4 separate regions of the Mus musculus genome follow, and regions 1, 2 and 3 are each linked to region 4. A link is a contact called in public Hi-C and promoter capture Hi-C data. All regions are on one chromosome and are shown on one strand. The core of a region is the stretch at or near the end of the contact, and the rest is flanking DNA. Distances in the headings are between cores, read along the strand shown.

Region 1 (2,825 bases), core at 150-2,649, 460 kb before region 4:
ACTGCAGCTGTCTTCAGACGCACCAGAAGAGGGCATCAGATCTCATTATGGGTGGCTGTGAGCCACCATGTGGTTGCTGGGACCTTCGGAAGAGCAGTTGGGTGCTCTCACCCACTGAGTCATCTCACCAGCCCGGTGGTACACACTTTTAATTCCAGCACTTAGAGACAGAAGCAGGCAGGTCTCTTGAGTTCCAGCCTGGTCTACAGAACAAGGTCCAGGACAGTTGGAGCTACACAGAGAAACCCTGTCTCAAACCAACCAAACAACCCAACAACAACAAAAGAAAACGAAACTTCCAATATACATAAAACAGTTCATGAAACAACACTTGGTTATTTTTCCCCCTTTGGGGCAAATTTTCTGTCCCATTTTATTCTTTTTGCTTTATTGGAATAGTCTGAAGCCAGGCCATGTAGGTAGGCAGTCCTTTTTAAAAATACAAATTTAAAAACTTATGGTATGTGTATGGGTGTGTTTCCTGCATATTGTCTGTGTGCCACTTGCATGCTTGGTGCACACAGAGGGGTTTCGGAGGCTGTGAACTTCCCCTCTGGAAGAGCAGCCATCTCTTCAGCCCTTCCTCTTTTTAAAAAATTGTTGTTATTAGTTTAGTTTTTTTGTTTTTTGTTTTTTGTTTTTTGTTTTTTGAGACAGAGTTTGATTATCTACCTCTAGCTGACCTGGAACTTGCTATGTAGACCAGGCTGACCTGGGACTCACAGAGTTCACTTGCCTCTGCCTCACAAATGCTGAAATTAGAGGCTTGCGCAACCATAACTGGTTCAAAATCCTTAATGCCTGCACTCTGGAGGTTGGGGCAGGAAGGTGGAGGATTGAGCCCAGCCTGGCCTACACGTCTTCAAACAAAACAAAACGGGAAAAAGAAAACAAAATCAAATCCCCAAATCTGTTCTCAAAAGCAGAAATGATACTCTTAAAAAAAAAAAATCCCTAATACCGCAATTTGTTTTGTTTTTCCTCCTCTCTGGGCCTCACGTGACTGCTGTCCCAGGTCCACAATCAGCTTCAGCCTCTGGGGAACAGCAGCGCGTTCCCGGGCCATCTGGAAAGTGAGGGACACCAGAGATGGCGCTCTGCAGGTCAAGCAAAGGCAAGCCTAGCTGGGTGGGGCCTGAGGGACTTGGAAGTTGACTGCTGTGCTCCATCTCACGACTGAGAGCCAGCGAAGTTCTTGAGAGTCCGTGGATGAGGAGGCTGCTAACTCCAGAGAGCTCCCTAGTTCATCTTGTCCACCTCTGCCTGCCTTCTTAGTAGAGGTCTTGCAGCTGGAGAAGGCGGCGTTTGTGTGTTCAGGACAGATCCTGATTGGAAGGGGTTATGAAAGGATCTGGCTAGTCCTCTATTGGCCCGCCCCGGGACCACCTCTGCCTTTAAAGTCGCCAGGTCGCAAAGCCCGAGTTCTGTCTGCCTCCTTGCCTGGATAGGGCTCATAGTCTCTGGATCTAAACTCTTGGCTTCTCGGGCACGATCCATGGCTGCGTGGAGCCGCACGAGGCTGAGATGGACGCTCCTGGACCCGCGTGTGGTGGGCCGTGGCCTCTGCCCACAAGGGGCCAGAGCCAAGGCCACGATCCCTGCAGCCCTCCAGGCACAGGAGAGTACGGAGGGTCCAGGAACAGGTCAAGACCGGCCGCGCCTGCGGAGTCCGGCGGAGCTTCCGGGGACCGGAACGCTACAATTTTTATTCCAGCTATTTCTACAAGGCTATGTGCTGCACTTGCCCGACCTCCAGGTAACCATCGGACAGAGGCATCGCCACCTGGGTCTGGGCACTGGGACAGAAAAAGAAGCTGGCTATGGGAGAGAAGAGGGATAAACAGTAAATAGAACTTAGCTCGCCACTGTCTGAGGCTCGAGCCATAAACTGGAAGGGCATGCAGGGTGCAGAGAGAATCCTTTGAGCTAAAACAGGCGATGGGTGTCACCGATCAAGAGATCATCATCAATGTGGTGGGCACAAGTTGGGAAAGGAAGAGGTTGCGTTGGGAGAGAATGACTCATGCTAGTGTATACAGTGCCCGGTGTTGGGGGAACCCTGTTACTTCAGAGATGCCATTCCCCTCCTGCTTCTTCCAAAGGAGTTAACTTTGGAAGCTACTTTGCAATCTGTAGGACACATTTGTCCACAGAAGAAAAAAACAAAAAACAAAAAAAGATTGCTTCTCAGGGAGTGAAAGAAAACACATTAGGGAGCAGGCAAAGGAATTTCTGATGTAATTGCACCTCGACACCCTGCCAGACGGAGAGGAGGGTGAGGATGGGGACAGAGAAAGAGAAATCCAGCAGCCAGGAAAGTTTGTCTGTGTAGCTATCCCTGTCAGACTCAGGAGGTACTGAGAGATGATTTAAAATAACAAAGCAAAACAAACCATTCCCTGGGACTGGAGAGAGGGCTCCATGGTTAGGAGGACATCTCTCTTTTCCAGAGGACCTGAGTCAGTCAGCACCCTTGTCAGTCAGTTTACAACCACCCAGGGGAATCTGATGTCTCTGCCCTTCCAGGACCATGCACTCATGAGCACATACCTGCTGACACACACGTGCATAGTTAAAAAGAATACAAATTGTAAGCAAGCAAGCAAGCAAGCAAGCAAGCAAGCAAGCAAGCAAGCAAGCAAGCAGGAAGCCTGGCATGGTGGCGCAACACTTACCTTTAATCCCAGAAATCAGGAGGGAGAGGCATTAGAATCTGTATAAATTACAGGCTAGCCCATGCTACATAGGCTAGCCAGTGCTACATAGTGAGAACAGAAGGGAGGGGGGAGGGAGGAAGGGAGGGAGAGAGGGTAGAGGGAGAGAGG
Region 2 (3,138 bases), core at 98-2,597, 510 kb before region 4:
AAGAGAGCAAGAAGCAAGAGAGAGAGAAAACGAAACCCCGTCCCTATTAAGGAGAATTCTCCTTCGCCTAGGACGTGTCACTCCCTGATTGGCTGCAGCCCATCGGCCGAGTTGACGTCACGGGGAAGGCAGAGCACAAGTAGTCATAAGATACCCTTGGCACATGCGCAGATTATTTGTTTACCACTTAGAACACAGCTGTCAGCGCCATCTTGTAACGGCGAATGTGGGCGCGGCTCCCAACATTTTTCTTCAGCTCCAGCACTCCCATTTTGTCTAAGAAAGTTCATTTATACTGTATATTGGTTAAAATTCTGAATTTATCTGATTCTATAGCATTACTCAATTGTTTTCCTCTATATCCTGTATACTGAAGTTAGAGTCAATGCTTGATTAGATTCAGCTTTTAAATTGTTAAAATTTAACATTTTGTAAAATAAGCCATACTTTATAAATATTGCTGTGTAATCCAAATCTCATCAGGAGACAAACTAGATAATTGCCCTAGATTTCCTGATCTAAAATTGATAAGTAACCCTTTCATAGTTCAACATCTGTCAATGACTGTTGCTTAAGTATTTTGCTACTAAGTTCAAATTGTTTTCACCAGGCTAGTTTTTCTCTGCATAGCCCTAGCTGATCTGAACTCACTCTGCAGACCAGGCTGTCCTCATACTCAGAGATCCACCTGCCTCAGCCTACCGAATGGTGGGGTTAAAGAAGTGCACAACCGGTGCCCAGGCCTCATCAGGTTAGTTATATCGTTAATTATCATAGCCTGTTTGAGAAAGCTCCTTTTGCCATCCAGCTGACTTTATAGTTCTCTAAATTTAATAGATCCAGCGACATCTGAAACAGGGGGATCTATTCTGCGTGGAGAGATTATGAAAGGACTCACACTTAGGTAAAGTTCTCACTCGAAGCCCATAAAACTGGTAGTTGTAGTTATGTCTTGCTTTGTCTCGTCCCGCTCCGTGTTTGGATTTAGGGAAAGGTGAGTGGGAGAGAGTTAAAGTGCCTTGAGCCACTTCCTCTTACTTGCCTCAAACTCATGGAATTTTGGTAGGAATTCTTTAATAGAGTCTTGGCGCTGTATGGTCAGAGTCCATAGTGGTTAGGTAGAATGAATCGTGGATTCCCAGAACGGAGCCTTTACTTGCAGGACTACAGTTCCCAGAATTCCGCTCGCAAGAGTTCCACCGTGTCGACAAGTTTGCGCGTGCGCAAATTCCTTGCACTTTCTCTCTCCCTCCCCCCAAGTCCCTCCTTCTCCCCCCCCCCCCCCCCCCATTCTCTAGGCTGCACAAGGGCTGGGATTCGGCGCGCTTGCCTCGGGCCCTCCCCCTCCCATTCCTTTCTGGCCTTAGATCTGTCCGCTGGGGGCGCGCTCTGTGTGGGACAGAAAGCGGCAGAGCGTGGGTCGCGTGGCGGAGCTTGGTTGCTAGGGACACCTGAGGTCGCCCGCTCGCCCAGCAGGCGCAGCGAAGAAGCGGCGCGGAGCCGGCGTCCAGTCGCGGCGAAGTAGGGTACCGTAGGTGAGTGTGGTCGCAGAGCTGGTGTCCGACCCCGGCCGGCCGTTCCCGCGTGCCTCGGCCCCAGCCCTTGGCACCGGCCCCCAACCCCGCTTCCGGTTCGCCACCTCGCCTTTCTCTGGTGAGTCGGAGACCGGGGCCTCCTCCCGGGCCCTCTCTCGAGTCCTCCTCGGCAGCCTCCACGCGGGGAGAACTTCGTTGGCTTCTCCTCGGGCGGCCCGAGCCCCACACCCTTCTCGGTCCTGGTTTCAGCGTGTCCTCTTTCCCGCCGCGCTGCGGTTTAAATTCTGGCTTGGGTTGAAATCCCGGCTCTTTTCAGGGCCTGCTTTTTCCTGACCCCACTCTGAGTTATCCATACACACTTTCCTACATTCCAGAAGCTGAGATCCTAATTTAACTCATTTATCCAGCCATTTTTTTTCATTTAATAATTTACAGCTTTTATAAACATCGACAAGTAGGTAACGAGTGAAGCCACTATGTAAGGTTCCTAGGGAGGGTACATTGGTGAGCAAGACAAACGTGTTTTCGAGAGTTTATAGAACAAGAGATTTTTAATCAAGAAAGCATTTGCCATACTGATGTATGTGCTGTGGTAGAAGTGAAGCGCTTAACCGCGATTTGTTTGGAAAAATACGTCACCCCACCTTCAGTCTTTACATTCCGGTTCTGAATCTTGGAAATGTTTTAATCAGCATTTGAAACCCTTCCTTTATGGAGTCATTTTGAATATTCCGAATCTCAATTTCAGCGCCTGTTGATTTGGCCAATCAGCAGTAATCTGGAGGAGCCTTTAAGAGCAGGTACCGTTGGATCCTATGCCTTCAATTGTTGCAATACTGAGATTATTTGCATAAAAACTATTCCCTTTATTGTCTGGAAAGTTACTAGCGATTTACTGATTAGACTCTAAGCCTGGCCCTGAAAGTTATCAAATGTTCTCAGGGAGTGAAGAAGTGGGAAGATATTCAAGTTACAAAGTAGCTTTAGAAAGATACAGCATGGCCTGAACAGAGGTCCGAGCTCAGTTGTGTTTGTTGGGAGCCATTCTGTGAGCTGGGCTTATTAGGGCCCAAGACTTAACTTAAAATGAATCTATTTCCTGACTTGTAGTTTCCAAGTGACTTTAGTTTTTTTGTTTGTTTGTTTTTGTTTTTGAGACAGGGTTTCTCTGTGCAGCCCTGGCTGTCTGGAACTCACTCGATAGATCTTGAACTCAGAGATGCACCTGCCTCTGCCTGCCCTGCCCTTCCCATCTTTTTAAGGTCCTAGGGATTGAACCTTGGGAGTTACACATTCTAGACAGTCAATCACTACCACCAAATTAAAAGTCTCAGGCCTGGAAGGTTTTGTGGGACCATGGGATTTTAAAACTTATTTTAAGTAAAACATGAGCAAAAGTATTTAGTAAGTTCGTTTGCTCTTTTTCTCTTCTTACTTTCTTCTTTTGTTTTGTTTTGTTTTGTTTTTCTAGACAGAGTTTCTCTGTGTAGCCCTGACTGACCTGGAACATTCTCTGTAGACCTCGAACTCAGAGATCCAGCTTCCTCTGCCTCCTGAACGCTGGGATTAAAGCTCTGTGTTACCACCTATGTAATCCCAGCAA
Region 3 (3,019 bases), core at 79-2,578, 280 kb after region 4:
GGGTGGCCGTTGGACAGCGTGTGGACCTCGGGCTCTAATCCCCAGCAGCTGCCGTTTCCCTCAGATCGATTCCCTTCTCACTTTTTTTTTTCAGCTGCTGGTTCCGCGGCTTGGATCGATGGAGCCGCCTCCCCCTCCCCTCTGAGCTTCCTCTCCCTGCTGCTCATTAGCACCCCGATTAATCAGCCCCCCTCTCCTCCCAGGACAAGTGCTTCCTCTCCCCCATGAGGACTCACACTTTTACACACCCCCAGGGGCCACAAGTGGACCATTTTTGCTACCCCCAAGCGGGAGGTGCCAACGTACCCCCCTCCCGGTGAGCCAATAGGGGCTTCCACTTCCTCTCGTGATGGTAACCCATGTGTCTGATTTCCCTCCAAGATAGCAGCCTGCAAGGCAACCCTGTCTAGCTCTGCCAGAGGACAGGACATTCTGGGCACTGATTTCCTTAGCATAGTATTTCCATTGAAGCCCCCACTCACCTTCCCACCGGCTCTAATAGCTCTCCTGGGCGCTTCATTTCCTTCTACCCTGCCTCTGAGCTCTTAGCTCCCCGGCCTGGCTCATCCAGATTCCCCTCCTCTCCCCCAAGCCTTGTCATAGCAAGGGATTTGGAGACTAAAGGACTAGTAAAGTGGCTACAGACAAGTGAGCCAGGCAGGGTGGCCTCTGCTTCAGTCACAAGAATGACTGAACCTGGGATATGGGGCAAAGTCAGAAAAAGGGAACCAGGGTCCCTCCTGGAAGGGGTAGGGATGCGGTGGATGTTGAAATCAGCAGCAAGGCTCTAGGGGAGGGGAGTCTGAGTGAAGCCACAGTTGTCTCTTCATCTCTCTTGCCTGCCCTCCCCTTCCTTCCCTCCCTCATTCAAACAAGTGGCTCTCACAAGGAGTTGCTGGAAGCTGCTTTGAGTGGGGCAGTGAGATCCCTGGAAGGCTGGAGTCAGGAGTCAAGGAAGCTGGGAAGTGGGGTTGATTGACCCTTCGTGGGGTGTGGTCCAGAAGAAGTGGCAAGGAATGGGCTGAGAAGTCAGCATAGCACCATTCCCAGTTTGGCCCGAGACTAGGCTATCCGTGGCCCCCACGCTTGACTAAGGTACAGCGAGAGAGTTTCAGAAGCACCCCTGATCCTGGAATCTCCATCCTGGGCTGGGGTAGGGTGGGGCTTTTCCCTCCCTGGCCTGGCTCCTGCCTCCCGTGCCAGTGCCCGACGGTGAAACGCTGTTGACATGTCCTGAATTATTAAGCACGGGGTGGGCTCCAGAGCACATGCTGAGCGGAGCGGCTGGGGCTGCGCGGCGTGGCGGAGCAGCGCTTGCTCCCTCGCTCACTCGCTTGCTCGCAGGGACACACGCAGGGGCTGACAGCTGTGCGGGTGCTGATAAGGGAAGCCACAAGGAGACGATCGAGGAGAGAGACAAGCGGCAGCAGAGGCAGCAGCGGCAGAGGCAGCGCCGGGGCTGCGGAGCTGCTGGGAGTGGGAGTGACGCCCCCACCTCGGGCCCCCACCCTGTCCCCGTCCTCCTCCTGGTTGCCCTGAGTTTAGAAGAGCAGCCGCTGCCGCCACCACCACTCCGGAGGGCACCAGGGCTGCTGTCCAGGGAGGGACAGTAGCAGTGAGGCTCTGGCCAGTCCCAGCAGCCGGGGACAGATGCCGATCGAGATTGTGTGCAAAATCAAATTTGCTGAGGAGGATGCAAAACCCAAGGAGAAGGAGGCAGGGGATGAACAGAGCCTCCTGGGGGCTGCTCAGGGGCCAGCAGCCCCTCGGGACCTGGCCACCTTTGCCAGCACCAGCACTCTGCATGGGCTGGGCCGGGCCTGTGGCCCTGGCCCCCATGGACTGCGCAGAACCCTGTGGGCACTGGCCCTACTCACCTCACTGGCTGCCTTTCTGTACCAGGCAGCCAGCCTGGCCAGGGGCTACCTGACCCGGCCTCACCTGGTAGCCATGGACCCTGCTGCCCCAGCCCCAGTGGCGGGTTTTCCGGCTGTCACCCTCTGCAACATCAACCGCTTCCGGCACTCGGCACTCAGCGATGCTGATATCTTCCACCTGGCCAATCTGACAGGGCTGCCCCCCAAAGACCGGGACGGGCACCGTGCAGCTGGCCTTCGCTATCCAGAGCCTGACATGGTAGACATCCTCAACCGCACTGGCCACCAGCTTGCTGACATGCTCAAGAGCTGCAACTTCAGTGGGCACCACTGCTCCGCCAGCAACTTCTCTGTGGTGAGTTCTACCAGCTGGGCCACCTGAACCTGGGGTGGCCAGAAGCTAAGGTGGGGGGTGGAGGGTAGTACGTGAGGGTATCCTCAACAGGGCTTCCCTTCCTTCTGCCACCAGAGGCGGGCCTCGTGTCTCCCTCAGCTGGTGTTTCCCTCTGGCTCCTCAGTCCAGGAGCAGTGGATGCTCAGAAGGGCTTACCCCGTGGCACAGCTCCTTCTCCTCCTCTTCTGCTGCTGCTGCTGCTGCTGCTGCAGTGTTCAAGGTTCAGGGGCCAGGGCTATTCCTCGGGATGGACTCAGGGCCCTGAAGCTGGTCTTCATCCCAAGGCCAGACAGACTGAGCCCCACTTTGTTCTTGTTCTCCTTTTCTTCGGGGGCTACTGGATTCTTCTTCCCACCAAATCAAAGTGACAGGGAGAGGGTTGCTAGAGGGGAGAGGTGTCCCTGTCTAAGGAAGAACTGGAGGGGGGCGGGGGGAGAAGGGCTGCCTTCTGGGGAGCTGGCCCGGCCAGCCAGCTGGTTGGAGATGGTCTTCGTGTATCTTGGATGCCAGTCTCTTTCGTCTCTGTGTCTTTCACACACACACACACACACACACACACACACACACACACACACACTCAGCCCTTCACAGCTGTTCTCACACACCCCTCTTTCATGCTCCCCCTGGTCGGTCCTGCTTGCCAGTGCCCCCACCCCCTCTGGTCCCTGTTCCTGCTGCTCCATTGCCTGGCTCTGGCTCTCACACTGGGAATCACTCATTCCCTCTCTGTACATAACTCATCCTCAGA
Region 4 (2,999 bases), core at 68-2,567:
CACATGAGTGTGGCAGGCATGTAAGTCGGCAGATGACCCAAGTCAAGGTGTTTGGGTACAGTTAGAGCTGAGAACAGGGCTTCTGCCTGAGGTAGCCAGGAAAGACTGTCTTAATTTCTACCGGTCTTAGAGTGAAAATCAAAGGAAGAGGAGGGGAAAGTTGAGAGGCAGAAACTGGTTTTTTGTTTGTTTGTTTGTTTACTTCACCTGATTACTTGTTTCCACGTCTAGACCTACGGGAAGGTAGAGTGACTACCAATTCCAAGTAGGAGAAGCTGTGTGAGAAGCAAAATGTGCTGAGCCAGGAAGGTCTCAGTCTGTGGTTCCTAAAGGTGTACACCAGTTTAATGACTGCCACTCTTCAAAAAACATTCCAGAACCCCTGAGAATGTGCTAGGCTAGTGTTTTTCAAGTTGAGACATACTAGAAATGTGTTACCATTCCTTCTGGAGCTCCCCTCTGAGTCAGAAGTCCTAGGACCCAGGCATCTGTTTAAAATAGCTATGTAGTGAGTTTCACCTGAGACTGTTGTACTTTAGGTATTATGTGCCAGGCAGGGCCCAGTATGAAACAGGTAGAGCTGATCCTTGACTCTTTGATATATTTTAATTTTATCATTGAAGGGAAGGGTGTGCAGTTCTCTTGGGTTTTTCGTCTTCTCTCCTTTCACTATGGATGTCTCTTTTCACCAGGTAGTCCCCTTTGTGTGGCCGATGCCTCTCTCTCTCTCTCTCTCCCTCCCTCCCTCACCCCCGAGCCTGGGTGTCTCTATGTAGTCTTGGCTGTCCTAGAATTCGATATGTAGACCATGCTGATGTCGAACTCACAAAGATTCACCTGCATCTGCTTTCTGAGTGTTGGGAGTAAAGGCTTGAGACACTGTGCCAGGTTGGTGAACAGCTGATTTCAATGAGGTGACGTGTAAACTGGGATGGAGGGGAGGAGAAGACAGAGCAGGTGTGCTCAGATCATACCGACAAGGGCTAGGGATGTCTTAGAGGGTGAACATCAACACTAAAACCTGGAGAGGAATCTGCACCACTGAGAAACACTGTAACTCCTCACAGAAAAGAGGTAGCCTCGGTCTGGAGAAATGGCTAGAGAAAAGTAAGGTAGTGACGAAGTGAGCAGGCTAAAGGCCGAACTGCTTCCAAACCACCCTTGTCCACCGACACGTCCATCTTTGCCTTCACTGGTTGGTTCTGAAAAAACTCTTCTAAGCTTTACACCCGCTCCCGGGCGTGGCTCAACTCTTCTGGGACTCTCCGCCTGCAATCTACTGTTGCCCGGGATGGACCCGCCCAACGTGATGACGTCAGAGCGCGCGAGCCCTCGGGAGGAGGAGTAGGGGCTGCGGGCCGGCGGACGCTCAGGCTTCGGTAACCTGTGCTGGGCGGGGGAGAGGAAGGGGCGGGGCGGGGAGCCCCCCGGAGTTGCTGTGTTGCGGACGGGGCCCGGAGCGGGAGTCCTTGGCACGCTCAGCTCTCGTTTCTTCCCCGCAGCAGGCCCCGCACGGCCAGGCGATGGAGTTTCCGGACCTCGGGGCTCACTGTTCCGAGCCGAGCTGTCAGCGCTTGGGTGAGGGGCGGAGCACGCGGGAGGCGGGGCCGGACGGCTGGGGCTGGGGACTGCAGGTAGGGCCAGGAGGGTGAGCACTGGAGCTGGAAAGGCCAGGAGGGCGGGGCTCGAAGTTGTGGGCGGAGACTAGGGGCGTGGCCAAATTGATCGTGTACTGTGAAAGAGGTACAGTGTGTTGCAAATAGGGCAGAGTTTTTCCTACCTGAGTAGCAGCTTTGCGCAAGAGGAAAGGACATCTAAGTTTCCTTTGAACCCGCAATCTGACCCATTCTCTGTAGATTTTTTGCCACTCAAGTGCGATGCCTGCTCGGGCATCTTCTGCGCAGACCATGTGGCCTACGCCCAGCATCACTGTGGATCAGCTTACCAAAAGGTGAGGGGGCGATCGTGAGGGTGGCAGGGGTTGGTGTATGGAGAGGAGAGCGGGTGCAGATGCTTTCAGGATCTGTCTATTTTATGTTTTCCCCTCTTAGTTATTGTGTTTCTAAGCCCAGCACTGGGTAACTTTGTTTTTTGTGTATTTGTGAGTGGTATATCCGGGTTCTTTAAGAGATTGCTTGGCTCTCATACTGACTCCTGACCCTTGACTATAGGATATCCAGGTACCTGTGTGCCCTCTCTGTAATGTGCCTGTGCCGGTGGCCAGAGGAGAGCCTCCTGACCGTGCTGTGGGAGAGCACATTGACAGAGACTGTCGTTCTGACCCAGCACAGCAAAAACGCAAGGTAAATAAATAATGGAGGGGTTAGTGAGACAACCCAGCGTAGTATACGGACATCTGCAAACCCAAAAGGCTAGCTCCATGGGGGCCAGAGGAGAAGATGAGTTTCCTAAATAACAAACCCTGTTTCATCTCAGATCTTCACCAATAAGTGTGAACGTTCTGGCTGCCGGCAGCGGGAGATGATGAAACTGACTTGTGATCGCTGTGGCCGAAACTTCTGCATCAAGCACCGTCATCCCCTGGACCATGAATGCTCTGGGGAAGGTCATCAGACCAGCAGGGCAGGGTAATTACCACCAAATAGCCAACTTGCTTTGCTTCAGCCATGTCTTCCTTGACCAAGGCAGTCTTTATGCTTTTTGCTCCATTTTGCTTGCAGTGCTGTGGACTGAAACTAGGCAAGCAAGCACTCTGCCCCTGAGGTACTGCCTTGGCCCTTTTGTTGTTTTGAGAGGTTTCACTTCTTAGCCCAGGCTGGCTTCAAACTTGTGGCAGTCCTCCTGCCTCAGACCCTCCAGTGCTGAAATTACAGCATACATTACTTCCAGCTCCCTTTATTCCTTGGAGACAAGAGTCCACAAAGTTGCCCCGGCTGTCATTGAACTCACTGTGCCCTGTACAATTTTCAGTTTTTCAGTCTGAACTTTCCAGGTAGCTGAAATTACTGACTACCCTCCTGACACCCAAAGCCTGTGCT

The links. Promoter capture Hi-C pulls out the DNA fragments that hold promoters and counts their contacts. A called contact is a pair of places that touch in the nucleus more often than the background predicts.
Region 1: a promoter capture Hi-C map of liver shows a contact between it and region 4, with 2.6 times the contacts expected there. The contact joins the promoter of Cyp27a1 here to the promoter of Zfand2b in region 4. A contact is called at or near these places in 2 of 39 promoter capture datasets (hippocampal neurons and liver).
Region 2: a contact with region 4 is called in a Hi-C map of CD8 T cells, with 8 times the contacts expected there. The contact joins the promoter of Ttll4 here to the promoter of Zfand2b in region 4. A contact is called at or near these places in 8 of 39 promoter capture datasets (the 3T3-L1 cell line, the HPC-7 cell line, embryonic stem cells and 4 more), 2 of 484 Hi-C or Micro-C datasets (CD8 T cells and uterus) and 1 of 9 other capture datasets (liver).
Region 3: a promoter capture Hi-C map of the HPC-7 cell line shows a contact between it and region 4. The contact joins the promoter of Asic4 here to the promoter of Zfand2b in region 4. A contact is called at or near these places in 6 of 39 promoter capture datasets (the 3T3-L1 cell line, 3T3-L1-derived adipocytes, the HPC-7 cell line and 2 more), 2 of 115 datasets of contacts at active chromatin or transcription factors (microglia and pancreatic cancer cells) and 3 of 9 other capture datasets (adipose tissue, liver and pancreatic islet).

Annotation. Positions count from the first base shown.
Region 1 is chr1:74,712,136-74,714,960 of GRCm38.p6, forward strand. Cyp27a1 (cytochrome P450, family 27, subfamily a, polypeptide 1) reads left to right here and starts at 1,400. Exons shown (of 9, transcript NM_024264.5): 1 at 1,400-1,756. The coding sequence starts at 1,496.
Region 2 is chr1:74,660,355-74,663,492 of GRCm38.p6, forward strand. Ttll4 (tubulin tyrosine ligase-like family, member 4) reads left to right here and starts at 1,348. Exons shown (of 20, transcript NM_001014974.2): 1 at 1,348-1,535.
Region 3 is chr1:75,449,182-75,452,200 of GRCm38.p6, forward strand. It overlaps Asic4 (acid-sensing (proton-gated) ion channel family member 4), which reads left to right and starts at 1,329. Exons shown (of 10, transcript NM_183022.3): 1 at 1,329-2,232. The coding sequence starts at 1,651.
Region 4 is chr1:75,167,329-75,170,327 of GRCm38.p6, forward strand. Zfand2b (zinc finger, AN1 type domain 2B) reads left to right here and starts at 1,318. Exons shown (of 10, transcript NM_001159905.1): 1 at 1,318-1,379; 2 at 1,503-1,578; 3 at 1,857-1,951; 4 at 2,172-2,303; 5 at 2,437-2,588. The coding sequence starts at 1,524.